Linked DNA regions of Anser cygnoides: region 2 is linked to region 1. The links are chromatin contacts, called in public Hi-C maps. All regions are on one chromosome and are shown on one strand. The core of a region is the stretch at or near the end of the contact, and the rest is flanking DNA. Distances in the headings are between cores, read along the strand shown.

Region 1 (7,482 bases), core at 2,561-5,060:
ATCTCTCCTCAAAACTGGAATTCTAATACTGGTTTTAATTAGAAAAGCTGATTTACCAAAGTGTCTTCGATTAAGTGTATATATATAATCTCATATAATTATTTCATTTATATAAAACCACGGGGTTGTTTTGATTTAGCAGTGTTCTTTTTCCCTTTTTAAGGACAGAGTTTTTCCTTTCCAGAGGAGGCTGTTTTTGGGGAGGCTCCACTGTAGGAAAAAGCACCGATGCACACGGGGAAGTTTTGTTACAGGTCCGCTCACAGCAAGGGAAGGGTTGGCTGGGCAGAGCCTGGCAGTGGTCTGAGCTCTCTGCTTGGGTGCGCCACGTAGGAAAGCATCAGTAGGCAAAACTAGCACAAGTCTCTGAAGCAAACTGATAATTAAGAGTCAGCGTAGGTTTGAAGTTTAAAAACAGATTGTTAAATACAAACAATCTTGAGAAAAATGGGGTGGAAATCTTTTCAAAGATGCTAGGTTTGGGGAGGACATATGGCTTGTTAGTCGAGGAAATTTCTCTTAAATGTTTGCGTTAGAGCTTTTGTTTCTGTTGAGGTTATTTTCACTATGGACCACTAAGAAAACATCATGTTTGTATTAACATGTTCAAACTGAAGAGAGAGGACAACTAAAAAAGAAAAAAACAAAAAAACACAAAACCTCACAAATCTAGTCAGTTGATTGGCTCCTCGGTGTTTCTTTGTGCTGGTGAATTCCCCTTTCTAAATTTTAATTCCAGAGTATCTCTTTTTGAAAGAAAACCGACTAGTCTGAATTACGCTTAATTTTAGTTGGTAGTTTAAGAAGTTCAGAAAGATTTGGATCGTGTCCATGTAGAGTTAGATGCAAAGATTTTGTTTGGTGAACCATGAAATACCGAAGCGCTGGGGAAAAACATGCAGAACATTTCTCGTTAATCAAGTAGCTGCAATGCTGCCTTACTCCCCTTTGTTCTCTGTGGCTGTGCTTTTTATGCCTATCTGCATAAAAGTGGTCGACTGTGCTACTCGGTCAGCTGCAGCCAAACCTACTTCTCCTGGCCTCCACCTGCTGCTTTGATTTCTTTTGATTTCCTGGAAATCCAAAGGCCGTGAACTTCCAGCTTCTACAATTCATCTCTTAAATGCTGAGGAGAAAAATCGTGAGTGAAGCAGTGTAAGTCGAAGTTTAACCTACTGTTGGAAGACATCTGAGGCCTAGTGCGATTCTCAGCTTTGCAGAGGATGTGGCACCTCCTGAGCACCTGCAGCAAGCTTCTCGCTGTTACAAGTCAGCAGCCCACACAGTGGTTTTGGGAGGTTAAGGCATATTTACATTTTGAGAAGCTCTTCTCAGAGTCTCCAGGGTTACCTTCTAGGCCCGTTAACCCTTTTGCAGAACTGAACGTTTCCATTTAGTCCTGGCTCTGTGGAGGTTTCCGTGTCTTCTCAACAGCTCTCACCCCACGGGCCAGATCAGTACACTCAGCACAGGATCTGACACTAGTGTAGTACCATTCAACTTTTACAGTGGCATAATTGCAAAGGAAACAAAAGAAGTGGTTTTAGGTTCCACAGGAAATCATGAGGCCTTTCATCAAATTACAAGAAAAACAAGATGCCAACTCTTGTTTAAATTTGTTCAGGATCTGGCCTTGGTACTGATACTGACTTCATTTTTGACAGAAGCAAGGTATTTTTTATTTTATTTGGCTACTTTTTGGGTGTTTAAGACAAAGTAAGGGGCATTAAACTTCATAAAGCATGTTCCTGGAGTTGCAACTCACTGGGGAGTGGGTTAAACTAAACCAAAGTAATCCATTCAGCCTAGAAATAAACATTCACCTGGGGGAGAATAGCACTGCAATGATGTGTGCGTATTTATAAACGATGTAAGTAGTAAAATTTTGATAGAAGAAAAAAGAATAGGTGCAGTGTTTTAAAGGGAACTTCCAGAATATCGCTTTAGGATTATCCACATTAACAAAGTCGTACCAAAGCACCAAGCTGCTGGCGTCTTTGCAGTGTTTGGTCGGTATGTCCATAATGCTTGCTTGCAGTGAAAAAAAGTGTTTATCCACTCATTGGTCACTGAGACCAACATCAAACCAGCATGTCAAAGCTCTCGTGTGGAAACTGTGGCAGAACTTGTTTTTTTTCCTGGTTCTCCTCAGGTTAATTAATGGAAATCTGCACTACACTGTTTGCATCATCTTTCCCTGTATTATCTTACTCCAAAAGCGCGTTATCCCTTCTTCACCTCTGCTCCCCCACACTTTAAATTTAATTGTTTTAATGGACAATCATTTACATATCATTAATCCTTCCCTAACTCCACATGGCCTCACCGGTTACTCTTCAGGTTTTGCCTCTCCCTGGCACAGTTTCCCCACTGATGTCCGATCTGCCTTTGTGTCAGCTGTTGTTGACATGGATGCATTTGATTTTCACTTTCTGAACCACAGCTCGTACGTTCTCCTTCGCTTCCAACAGATGGAGCTGAGCAAATGAGCACAGCGTTCAGAGGGCAGCTTAAAAATAGCAAGTTGTGAAAAGTCGACTTCTCAGCGTTGAGAGGATCTAGTCTGAGGTTTCATTGTTTTGTTGCACACACCCACCCACACCACCCCATCTATTTGATGGTTAATTCTTGCAAATGGAGGGCTTGGTTTCAAGGAAACTTGTTGATTTAAAGTCTAGAAATAAGTGTTTCTAAAAAAGGGAGTTTCTGCCTGGCAACACGAACTCTTCCTCTATAAAAACCTTGGCAGGGCAGCCCTTCTGCGTTCTGCCACCAGCCTTTAGAAGGAAAAAATTCTTTCATCCACCAATAAAGCAACATATATAATACTTCTTGTGAAACTCGGCTCTTGGTGGGCATGTGCTGCATCACCCCGTGAAAACAATGCAGCAATTTGGTAGGTGGAGGATTAATGCATTCACGAATTTGTCCTTCCTAGGTCTGACAAGCTGGGGGTGGGAGTTGCACAATATGAAAGACTGAAGTCTAAAATACTATATTTATTTTTCTTGTGATGTCACCATGACAAAATTCCTACACTTTGGAAAGTATTTGAGGTTCAAGACTTGAGAAATCCCAATCTCAGTTTCTGAAAGCGATCAGTTTCTGAGAAACTGAAAGCTGCTATTTTTACTTTTCTACAATATAAGTGAGTCAGCAATAACCAAACATAATCTTCAAAGTAGCGTTGCTGACGTGTTTCCTGTGCTATGGAATTCTTACAGTGTGGCCAGGATTATCCAAAATTGTCCGTCTTTTAAGCGGCTACTGTTAGGCAGTCGGAGTCCCTGATCCAGACCACTGAATAGTATTTTATCATCTAGCTGCCGTCAGTTCAGTGGGAGTTCTGTATTTACCCGAAAGCAGTCATTAAATTTACTCTATTTAATGCTCAGCTTTATGAGGCTGTTTCCCAGAAACGGTATTTTATTTTGTGTAGTTCCAATCTCACTAAACAAGCAAACACTAACAACTTTAAATGACAACTGTAGCATCACAATTTGGTCCTCTCGTGATGAATAAAGCATTGCATATTCAAAGTAATATAAAGCACTTACCTTTTCAAGAAAGCGTTCCACAGATACAACCGGCTGAGATTTTCTCTGTGTAAAGTCAGACGAAATGTAATTATTGTTTGGAGGATATAGCCCTTTATATTTATGCAGAAAGCAGCGTGTATGTATTACAATCACTCCTTCAGCTGCTGTAAATAACGGTGAAAACTCCAGGCGCTGGCCGACTACAAAAACACACAGTTCTGCAAAGGAAACAGGAACTGGGCTTAAGTCATTCAAACCATACACGTTGCATGTTTAGCAAACCTATGGCTTCATCATGTGACTCAAGTTCAAATTATCCTCTGCAGTGAGATGTTTTAGAACAGAAAAGTAGTGTTTGTCCCAGCCATTTCTAAGTACGTGAGGCCATCCAGTGGTTTTTTGCCTGTTCATGAAGGAATCCTACGCATGCTGCCCAGCCTTTGCAATTACGTGTTTTTTTAACTATGCTGTTGTAAGTACTAGAGGTCTAGAAAGGAAAAGCTAGTTGAATAAATACCAAGCAACCCCCTTACGAAATGAGACAAAAACTTAACACAGAAGCACTCCATGTCAAAATTAAGAGCCCTTATTAAAATTAAGGTAATTTCTGTTTTTCCATGGGTTCTGGCTCTTGGAATGCTCCCAGTATTGTACACATGCAACAAATTATTTTTCCAGATGCTCTGCAATGACCATGAGGTGTTAAAAGGCAGGATTTTGGGTCTGTAGTATGTTTTGGGTCTGGCACAGGATCAGTCTTATTAGTGACTTTTCAAAAGTGTTCTTAAAACCTCAGGTACAAGTGCATGCAGCCTCGTTTGGAAAGCAGCGGCTGCATCGTGCTTTCTTGTATAAGCACAACCATGGGAAAGCACTTCCTTCTTGTAATCTTTTAATATTAATCAGTGCTTTCTGTCTTCATGGTGTTTTACCTGTTGCACTTTAATGAGCTTTATTGATAAACACGTGAAAAGAGCCCAAATGCTTCAATGAAATGAAATTAAACAAATATACTTGAGCCTAGATTTCAGATTCCAGCATTGCAGGTTGCCTGGAGAAAATATGTCAGCACTAGGTCTACATTTCTGCCCAAAGGCAGGTATTACTGCTCCAAACACTTCTTGGAAACTAGAGAAACAAGTGCATGGCTGGTCGTGGGTTGCAGCAGCGGCGCAGAGATGTTTTAGCTTTCAGATAAAAGGTTCAAGTTTCCAAAACAGCTCTTCAGTAGTTCAGTGGGGCTCTGTGAAACGTGGTTTCCAAAGAGCGTACACGTTATTCAGAATACCCCGACTCCCAAGTTGGTTTTGGTTCTGATCATCTTAACATAGTTGTTTGTTAGACTGAGTGGGTCGTTTCCCTTTCATTTGAAATAGTTCCTCCAAATTGCTACTGAAAAGCCTGAAGCTGGCTGTGTGGTGTACCTGTTGGGTATATGGCATTTGGGTTTGAGGCGCACCCAAATCCTGGTGCCTTTTGTTGCTATCAGTTTTATGCAGTTAACAAGGACAGAGAAAAAATGCATTAAGCATGCAAGTCAGGCAAATATTTTTTTACTGTTGATTTTCCATGAAAGATGCAAATTTGAAATGTCACCTTATTCTTTCTAGGACTTGGCTGTGCGGAGAACACACTGAACTGTGTAAATAACCAACCTATTGTTCTGCAAATAGCAAGAAAATTTCAGAAAGTATTTGGTCCTTGTCTGGAGGGTACTAAATTGACTTTTTAGACTCCAGAACAGATCATGTGCTTATGCTGAACAGTTTTGGCATCACTTTGTTGCTGCTTTCCACTGAAGCGCGCTGGATGGGCATGTGATTGATCTCCTCTGCTTGGCTCAATTTTTGGCTGAGGGCCACCAGTGACCAGCTGGGGTTTGTACTTTCTGAGGGTTGCACTGGGTGGGTGTACACAAGGATATCTGACTGCACCTTTTGGGGTTATTAGTAAAATACAGGAGAATCACAGTCTACACCAAAATTTTCAGGATTATTCAAACTACCCTTCATAAAGGTTTAAATTATTCAGAGTTAATTAGCAGTCAATGAACAAGGAGTAACTCAAGTGAAGATAAGCCCTAACACATCAGTGTGAAGACTGCATTTCCTGTTTTTCAGTAACTGCTTTTCTGACAAGGCTCGCTGTAGTAAAAGAGAAGCTTAAAGGGAGGTTGTCCTCTAGCAAGAAAAAAAAAAGTATAGAATCAGAAAAACAAAAACAGGAAAGTTATTTCTCACACCTCCCATCTTAAAAAAATAAAAATGAAGAGAGAGCTTCCATCTTGAAAATTGTGTTCACATTTACAAACATTTTTCTGTACCTTGAAACCTGTATTAAGTGTTATTACTCAGGTTTATTTAGAGCGAAGAATGCTTATCGTACTTTGAATTGGGAGCAAGTAGCACGTTACAATTTCAGGATGTGTGGATAGATTCAGAAAATACCTGTGTTTTGCTGGTGGAGGACTACTGAGAAATACATTCTTCCAAGTTGATGAAATAAAAGGAAAGCTGTAGGAGAAACAGAGTTTAGAAAATCAAGGTTTCCCAGTTCCATATCCTTTATTCTGTTTAGACCGTGCTGATAGGCATCTTAACAGTGTGTTTTAGCAGCAGCTCACTGTGCAGTTATTTTCACAGTTGATGCATTACTAAAAGAAAAGCAAGATACTGCTGTTGTGAGATCAGCTGTGTCCTTCCTTAAACAATAAAACAGTTCAGTTTGCTTAAACGATCACAGGGCGCGAGTCATGAGAGCAGTGGAAAAACAAAGTCGTGTTTAGCTGTATAAACTTCATAAAACTGCAGAACAAAATGGCTATGGCAGTATTTAAGGATTGGCCAGTAACATCTGCAATTCCAAGAGCCACCTGCAGTGTGCTGCTCTTGGCAAAAGTCGTGTTTGGTTTTTGACCCATCTTATTGGTCTTATGGCAAAATAAATGTATCTGGTACTGGGTGGATGATGATCTTGTAAAGAAAGCAGATGCGAGCTGCTTTTCTTTTGACCAAAACCTCATCGTTTCTCTTATTTGTCCTGCATAACCAATGTCTTTAGCAGGGTACGGATCCCTGATGGTACGTTTAATCTGGAGTCCCTTTCTCCCATATATGTATGCCAGATGAGAAACTTATCTGTGTTCTTTAACAGGCACAGTCCAATGCTACTGACTTGTGAGACGCTGAAACACGGAGGTTTCAGTCTGAGCATCCTCTGGAGTAACGCACATCCCTCCAGTTAAGTGCTATGGAGATGCCAATGTAAGGTACTTTTTGATGTAGGGTTATTAAGGCAAGTGTCCCCTGTAGCGCAGGAGTGTTTTGGAGTACTCAGTGGCTGTCACTGCCCGCTCCCAGTGCTCTGTGATGAAAAGCAATTGGCGTGTTACTGGAATTTCAAATTGAGAAATAGTCAACGTTTATTCCCAGAGGTACTTTTCATAAACCACTGTGTATTTCCATCTGATTTTTTCCTCTGGTGTAATTATCTAACAAAAAAATAACTGGTGTGGGATATTAGCCGCAGAGCTTGGGTGGTTAGAGGTGCCTTGATGCTATATTCAAAGGCTGAGGTTGCAGATTGGAAGCTTCTCTTGGTTGCATTTTAGTACCTTAGGGCTTCATGTATCAATGCAGTTACTCAAGATTCCCGGAGAGGGAAAGAAAACACCAAATCACTTTTTTTTTTTTTTTTGAGCACCTATTATAAGTCTTTTGTTATATTGATGCACAATTGACGGTCATTCTGTGTAACTGTACTTGTGAAATGCTTTGCTTTTCACTTGAATGGATGTTTTGTCTTTTGCTACTTGACAACAAGCAAATTTGTGTCCTTGATTAAAGGAGTATGGAACTTTGGGCCTTTCAGATAAAACATCAAAACAAAACACCAAGGAAGTGTGTGCACAAAAGCAGGAATTGATGGTTTGAAAAGTTAATGT
Region 2 (7,482 bases), core at 1,613-4,112, 120 kb after region 1:
GATTCAAAGTAAGACACCTTTATGGTTTTGCTTTTCTTACCTAGGGTATTAAAGTACTCTGCAGTGACTTCATAAATGCTGCTCACCTGTAAAAGTGTCATAGCTGCCCATGTGTGCTAGAGCATCCCAAACCTGAGTACCTGAAACCTGTCCATCTCTGTCCAAGCTTTGCATGCTGCCATTCAGGACCAAAGGATCTGAGGGTTTGTTCTCATATCTGCTCCCAGGGGCTGGGAAACTTCCTGCCCTGCATCTCTCACCACCCTGAGGTAGTTCAGCCAACAGTCAGTGTGGGCTGGGATTTGGAAGGTGCTTTACCACTGAGGGAAACTCACTTCACGCCTTCCCTTTGCCCTGCAGAAAAGGTGCACGCAGAGATTGAGCGAGTTCTTGGCCCTGGCTGCTTGCCTACCTTTGAGGACCGGAAAAAAATGCCCTTCACCACTGCAGTCATTCACGAAGTGCAGAGATTTGTCACCCTCCTGCCACACGTTCCCCGGTGCACCTCCACTGACACACATTTTAAAGGCTACTTCATACCCAAGGTACTTGCTGCTCTCCGGACGAAGAGCAGGGTGGTTCACATGCACCACACCAGTGACCCACAGGGCAAAATGTCACAAGAAGGAGGGGAGCTTGTGGCACAGGGCTTTCAGTGGGGGAGGGACAGTTTCCTAATCCTCCATCTCCTCAGCATCCAAACTGAGGAAGTGTGACTTCTGGGTTATGCACGCAACTTCCCATTTTCCATTACTCTGTTTTCTCATTCAATCTTGATAATCTCGAGTCCATTCCCTATTCTCTTAACTCTTTCCATTGTCATTTGTGCCCTATAAAGCAGTGCTGCCTTTGGAGTATGGTGGCATTGTCGTATTGCCTATTTGAGGCAAGCAGAGGTCATCTGGCCAGGAAGGAAGCGTGGCTAATATTGTTCAGTAACAGCACACAACCACTGTTACTTAATCATATACTACTCAGTAATTCCAGTGAACAGGGTATCTCCACTAACTAGCATCATCTGGTCTTGCACAAATCTAGAAACTAGTTCTTTGGAATTTTGCTTGCAGAGAGCCCAAAGGGGGGGGTGTGGTTACGTGGCTGGATGGGCAAAGCCCTTAAGCAGAACGTGGTTGTGCTGCAGGGAACTACAGTGATTCCTCTGCTCACCTCTGTGCTGCTGGATAAAACACAGTGGGAGACGCCAGATGAATTCAACCCAAACCATTTCCTTGATTCAGAAGGGAACTTCGTAAAGAAGAAAGCATTCCTGCCCTTCTCAACAGGTAACAAACGTGTGTGGTCTTGCACAGGGCTCTGAGCACCCAGTGCTCCACAGCATACAACAGTCAAGAGTCAGGATTGCCTCTAACAGAGTGCCTCTGTTAGGAACAGCACTGATATCACTGGTGGGAATGGTGTAGAAATATCTGCTCTGGGTCTCGATGAGTCGCAAACAGTCCCTCACACTGGGAGGCACACTGTGCTCTTCGGTTCAAAGGCACCACTGGGAACTACAGAGGACTCAACACCTTCAGGCAAGAGTTCTACCTTCCCTCTCCCTTGGGAAGGACAGTTTCTAGGTTATCCCAAATCAATTCCTTGCAGGCTCAGAGGGAAACAACCACGTTCAAATAGGTGTAGGAGACCAGTGGTGGTGGCTGCTGAATATCTCCCCATGCTGTTTTGCATTCCTACAGCCTGTTCTGTCCCTCACACTGTTGCTACTAAGCAGGAGGGAAGAGTTGTCTGGGGAGCCACCACTCTACAGACAACGATGCTTTTGGCATTGCAGGGCGGAGAAACTGCATTGGAGAAAGCCTTGCCACAGTGGAGCTCTTCATCTTCTTCACTGGCTTGATCCAGAAATTTACTTTTAAGCCTCCACCTGGGGTCAAAGAATCAGAGCTGGACACAACTGCAGAGGCTGGATTCACCATGAGACCCCATCCGCAGTGTGCCTGCGCTGTGCTACGCCCATAAGCCCAAGGCTCGGAGCTGAGGAAAATCCTTGTAATTGTTTTGTGCAGAGCCCAAGAGATGTACAAAGGAGAAACCAGATCCCTGTGCAGTAGATACAAGTAGTGTCTTCTTACTCAGAGCCTTTCAAGTACTGGCTTAATGCTTGAAATTTTTATTGAACAAATATTTTTCTAAGAAGCAGAGGAGAGCTGGTGGGTAAGGTTACCTGGAAAATACCAGCCAGATACATGGCTGGAAATGACAGAACCGTCACTACTTTACACATTAAATACACAATGTAAGAAAGTTATCCTTGTTCTGAGCTTCTGAGAGAGAATGTTTCTCAACTGTGGGTTATTTCTTCATTTGGAGTGCAATATTAGATACCAGTGTTGTCTCATCCTTGAATCCCTGCTGTTTTCCCATTCCTTGCTGTACATGTGATAAATTACTCCTCGATACTTGCACTTTTTATGTCTGAGGCATGTTCTTCCAACACTTTCCATTCTTCTGGGTTTGAATACCAGATGCAAACCCTGCACTTTTTAGGTTCCCTGTGCTCTGAGGGACCTCATCCCACCCCTTCATCACCGAAGACAATCGGACTCTCATTTACAGCAGCTCGCTTCTTCCTTGGTCTGAAATGCTGAGTGGAAGCCAGAAGGATTTGATAGTACTGCAGGGAGGTCCATTGAGTCATTGTCCCACAAAGTGTTTGAGCAGGTTAACCCCTGGGAGGGATCCTTGTCTGCTGCAGGATGAGAAGACTCCTATCCCCTGTGAACCATCTGATTCTCCCAGGATAACAGTAAATAAATAGTGCGTATATCTTTGCTCCCAGCCTTGCTCACAGGTGAACACAGTTGGACTAGAGATGCATAAAGCCTCACAACTTAGCTCTGCCCCCTTTAGAGAGCACTGTTTTGTAGCTGGCAGAGCATTTTAGCCCATTAAGGAGTGCAGGGCTGGGCTGTATGGGACTTGGAGGAATCGTGGTGCCATCTCGTGGCAAAAGGAAAACAGAAATGATATTCTGCACAGTGGTTATTGCTCTGGCCAGTGCATAAAGGGACTGCAAATAGAAGGCGGTCCTCATTTTACAAATCTGTACAGTTGCTGCAATCCTGACACCTGATCATTGCCCCTTCGAGAGCAGGAGCCCCTGGTCCCAGCATCAAGCAGCAGGCAGGGATGTGGGGCACGCTGCCCAGCCCGCTGCATGTGCCGTGAGCCACAGACACAGGGTGAGGTGGGGTTGTTCATATCTAATTTTCAATACCCAGCTACCTGTCCTGCCCCAAGATGTTTGCCTTCAATTCAGGATGGTGTGATGCAAGGCACAAACATGTTTTGCAGCCAGCAGGAAGACCCTCAGGGCCACTAAGGAATGTGGAAATGGTACTTCCACCCACTTATGAGCCCCGGGAGCCAATGTTTTCTGCTAGATAAATCTGTAGCTGAGTCATAATCAGTGTTCTGCCATCATTTCGCTGAAGAAATAAGTGAGAGACAGCACTTTCTTCTGTGGAGATGTATTCAGCTATCTAGTTTAGTGTGCTGGAGAGCAAGCAATCACTTCCATCTGTCTGCTAATACAGGTACAAGTAAGATACACGTATAAAGGAGTCAAGGGAACCTGTTTCCCTTGGATGTTTGCACCTAGAGGCTCATGGATCTCTTTGAGGCATGAATATTGCAAATTCTGCTGCTCTGCCTGACAGAGGAAGCCAGCAGGGAAGGTGATGTCTAAGAAGAGCAGGCTCTGGAGGCTGCTGTGCTTTTGGGAAGGGATCCACCTCTCTCCTTCCAAGCCAGGACACCCAAAGCCAGTGACAAGGGGTGAGGTCTGAGGTTCCACCAGTGAGTTAATGCAGATTTGAACCCAGCCCAGTTTTCTCCCCCAAACACTAGGTGGTTGCCACATCTGTCTTCTGAGTTTATATTACTTTTGAAGGGGGCTAGAGCAGGAACAGGCCTGGCCTCTCAGAAGCCAAAGGCAAAAGTCTATTTGGCTTCACTACCCTCATTGAGTTGATGTGTAGCTTGTTGCTCAGTTGCTTTACCTGTCTCCCCCCTGAAGAAGACCCCATTCTGTTGCCACCACTCCCCAAGAGAAACAGCGTCTGCAAGTGATGCTTTGGGAGGGCCAGAGCTGAGGTGAGAGACTCAAGGTCCAAGGTGCTATGCAGAGGGACAGCACTAGCATAGTGAAGATGTGGTGGGAACCTTTCATTCTGCCCCTGCAAGCAAGATGTGAAGGTTAGGCAAGGAAAAAGAAGGAAAAAACAAAGGCTGTCCTCAGGACTGACCAGTAGCCATAGCTGAGCTCAAAGGGAAAGCTCTTTGCCTTCGAGAAACCACTCTGCAGATATGGAGGGTCTCCTGCTGAGCACTTTGTTAGTAGGAACAGGGCATGCAGAACCTCTCACCCCCGAGATACGAGTTGAACTGCCAATATTCATTGTCATTCTTGGGCTCAGGATCAACCTTCATGTTCTGTGCAGCACAAAGTTGGGTGGCAGGCACATCAGATATAATGAAGACATGGGAAAATTAAAACTTTATTGGGTTCCCGTGAAGGGGGAGACAAACAGTGTGATAAAGTACATGATAGATAATGCATATGGAAAAGTAGCAATTCACAGGTGGTTGCGGATGGAAAATTGGCTGAGCTATACATCAACTGGAATAGGATTGCAGAGTGTGATGGAAGACGAGAGTGCTACAGGTAGGGTCAACAGCCAGATAAAGCTACAGAGCAAAGGAAAATAACGCAAACCAGGTCTCTTCTAATCCCTGATCCCAAGTCTCCTTGAGTGCGTGTATGCAATGTAGGCACCATGAAATTAGACTCTATTTACACGGTTGGTTCCAATGGCCAAAGTGTCCCAAATACCAGATTGATTCCCCAGGAGGTCCTGAGAGAGGGAAAGCATTTGCTGCTATTCAACACGGTCAGGAAAAACAGAGTCATAAAACTAGAAATCGGTCTCATTTATTTTCCTGTATCATTAGCCTTTTATGATCAGTTGCTGGTACAAATATTAACCGGTGTCAGAAATGTAGGTCTTCTTTCTTTCAGGCTGTGAAGCAGCATTGAACTTGGTGGTAGCAGCACTTGGCTCTCTAAACAGGTTCGCAGAGTTTGAGGTGTCTTTCAGCACTCTGTTCCAAGGCATAAAGAACTTCATCCCCAAATCACGTGAACTGGTCTGTTAATTTTCACTCTGTGTTTGATCTGGCTGCCTAGCCCGATATTATTTGCCTAGAAACTATGGATGGTTGGAGAGCTTGGTCCAGGAGGTTCCTACAGATGGTTCAACTGTGTGACCCACAGCATATTTCTGGGACTCCCTGTGAGTGTCAGTGTGTCTTTCCTAGGGATTTGGGGCAGATTTCTGCAATGTTATCAACCACGCTGCTTTGCTGTGGGAGCCTGGATGTCACACCTACATCTCATGGACTGCATGCATGTCACCAGACATCCTCCGTGGTCCTTCCAGCTGCTCCAGGCACAGCCTCCCTCTCTGGAGAAGTGTGTGTTGGTGAACCAGGATCACGGTTTGACATCGATCGTCTGCACCCCCTCACAGCTCGGGACCAACGAGCGGGTCAGTGACCTGTGGGGCAGATGTAGAGGTGGAGGGCAGTGGAGTGGGAGTGGTTGGAGACAGTGAGAAGGAAATACGAGCGTGATGTGTCAGGATGGGGGTGGCGAGTCCTAGCCTAGCTAAGTTGGGCCTTAGCAGCTTCCCTGCTTGCCTAGGGGGCTCTTCAGCGAGGCAGTGGTTATTCACGTAGGATAGCACAGGTTGCCTGAGGCCGAGGCCTTAACGTGAACGTTGTCTGGGGGACAGTGAGGTCCAAGTCAGACTCTGAAACTCCTGGCTGGGGTTGGAAAGTAAATGTCTGCAGCAATCCTACAAAGAAGACAAACAACTCCATCTTGGCCAGGCTTTCTCCGATGCAGTTCCTTCGCCCTGCAGAGGAAAGCAGTGGGTTTACTTGATGGAAATAACAAGTTAGAAACAGGAAACATAATGGAAACAGGAGTGAAACCTCTGAGGTGGCTTCAGAGCATTTCGGAGCAGAGCAGCCCAAGTTGCTAAAGGTAGCTGACCCGTCACACTGGCACCAAGTGGCAGCCATGTGGCAAGCTGCAGGGTTATTTTGTATTTATGATGTACCCTCTCCTCTCCTTACTTCGGAGGTTATCTTGTCTAATGAATGGAAGATCTCTTGCCTCATTAGGAAATGAATTGTTATCCTGCCTGTCACTTATATGCAAAGAGACTAAGTAAATCCCTTCCCCTCCCTTTGCCCTGTTCCCCTCCCTGCAAGACTGCCTGTTCAGATCTGTGAAGCAAAGACAGGCTCCTGTTCTGTGTATAAGGGTGCTTAGCACAGCAAGGCTGTGGATTAGGGTTGTAATTTTTGTGTTAGATAAGGAGTAGATCCTTTCCTTCACCAAATCACATGCATGGACTTAAGAGTCTTCCAATCCCCTCAGCATCTTTATCCGGTCCCTTTCTCTTGAAAAGCAGCCTGATAGAAAAATGCCACCTCTTCCCAAAGTGGAATGGTCAAAAACTCACTTCTCACTTTAATAAAGGATTGTGTTTCTCCTTTCCTACTCCCCCTTTGTGCTAGATTCCCAGCCCTTGCATGACGGTCCCTGTAGGGGTGAAGCACTTGGTGGACAGCGAGAACTGGCTTCCTAATGTCAGAAGGGTCTGGTGTTGTAGCACGTTCTGGAACACCTTCAAGCCATCGTGGCAGAGGAGCAGCTGGGAAGTGTAAGGTTACACAGGAGGATTTGTAGGATTTTACAGGAAGTCTCCCTTTGTAGTACTTATGGGCTCCTGTAGTGTTGAGATTTGTTAAAATCCCAGCAAGACTGCTCCATCCAGCTGTGCCCTCTTGTAATGCACACGGCTGTAGTCGTGGAGAGCACAGGCTGGGAGGCAGGCATTTCTGGAAATTAGCAGCCTTTGGAAGCATTTATGGCTGTCAGGAAGGCACTAAGTGATATTTCTTCTTTTAGGAAGGCTCAGGGGAGAGTTTCTGATACCTAACAACTGTTCCAGCCATTAGCTCAGTTTGAGTCCGAAGGGGGCTGGGTTTATGAGCCGCCAGGGAGAGAATGTTCATTGTATATTACAGGTGAAACTTAAAAAAAAAAAAGTTTGAGATGACCAAAATGGTAGACAAAGGTAGTGTCAGGAACAGAACCCAGTATGCCAAGTGCCCAATAACCCCCCTAACCACAGGGTGGATTCTTCCTCTAAAAGAAATGGTCTTGCTGGAATCCTTGGCAGCCCCAAAAAGGCACCACTTGGCTGAGAAGACCCCATTAGTGCACATTGCAATGAAATGATCCTGCTGTAGCCTCATCTCTGCAGGTCAGGGCTTTAGTCACCTGTGGAGAAGGGCAGGAAAGCCTCCCTCTTCACAAAATTCCCTTCAGCATCGAGGAAGTGGTTGGGGTTGAACTGGTGTGGTGTCTCCCACTGCGTCTTGTCC

The links. A called contact is a pair of places that touch in the nucleus more often than the background predicts.
Region 2: a Hi-C map of fetal liver shows a contact between it and region 1, with 2.5 times the contacts expected there. The contact joins the enhancer-like site here to the promoter of LOC125179617 in region 1. A contact is called at or near these places in 5 of 7 Hi-C or Micro-C datasets (fetal liver, granulosa cells and liver).

Annotation. Positions count from the first base shown.
Region 1 is chr15:6,051,325-6,058,806 of Taihu_goose_T2T_genome, forward strand. It overlaps LOC125179617 (C-X-C chemokine receptor type 1-like), which reads right to left and starts at 3,811. Exons shown (of 2, transcript XM_048063657.2): 1 at 3,558-3,811. The region is part of intron 2 of C15H7orf50 (chromosome 15 C7orf50 homolog); the gene reads left to right.
Region 2 is chr15:6,173,434-6,180,915 of Taihu_goose_T2T_genome, forward strand. CYP2W1 (cytochrome P450 family 2 subfamily W member 1) reads left to right here. Exons shown (of 18, transcript XR_010825040.1): 12 at 1-8. LOC106033533 (cytochrome P450 2W1-like) reads right to left here. Exons shown (of 9, transcript XM_013177121.3): 8 at 7,379-7,482; 9 at 4,939-5,939. The coding sequence ends at 5,749. Among named protein-coding and RNA genes, the nearest start is that of CYP2W1, 26 kb to the left of the region's middle. Within about 2 kb of position 2,863, at least 1 of the 3 cell types and tissues checked has open chromatin away from gene starts, as enhancers often do. A contact at or near this core is called in fetal liver, where this site is marked.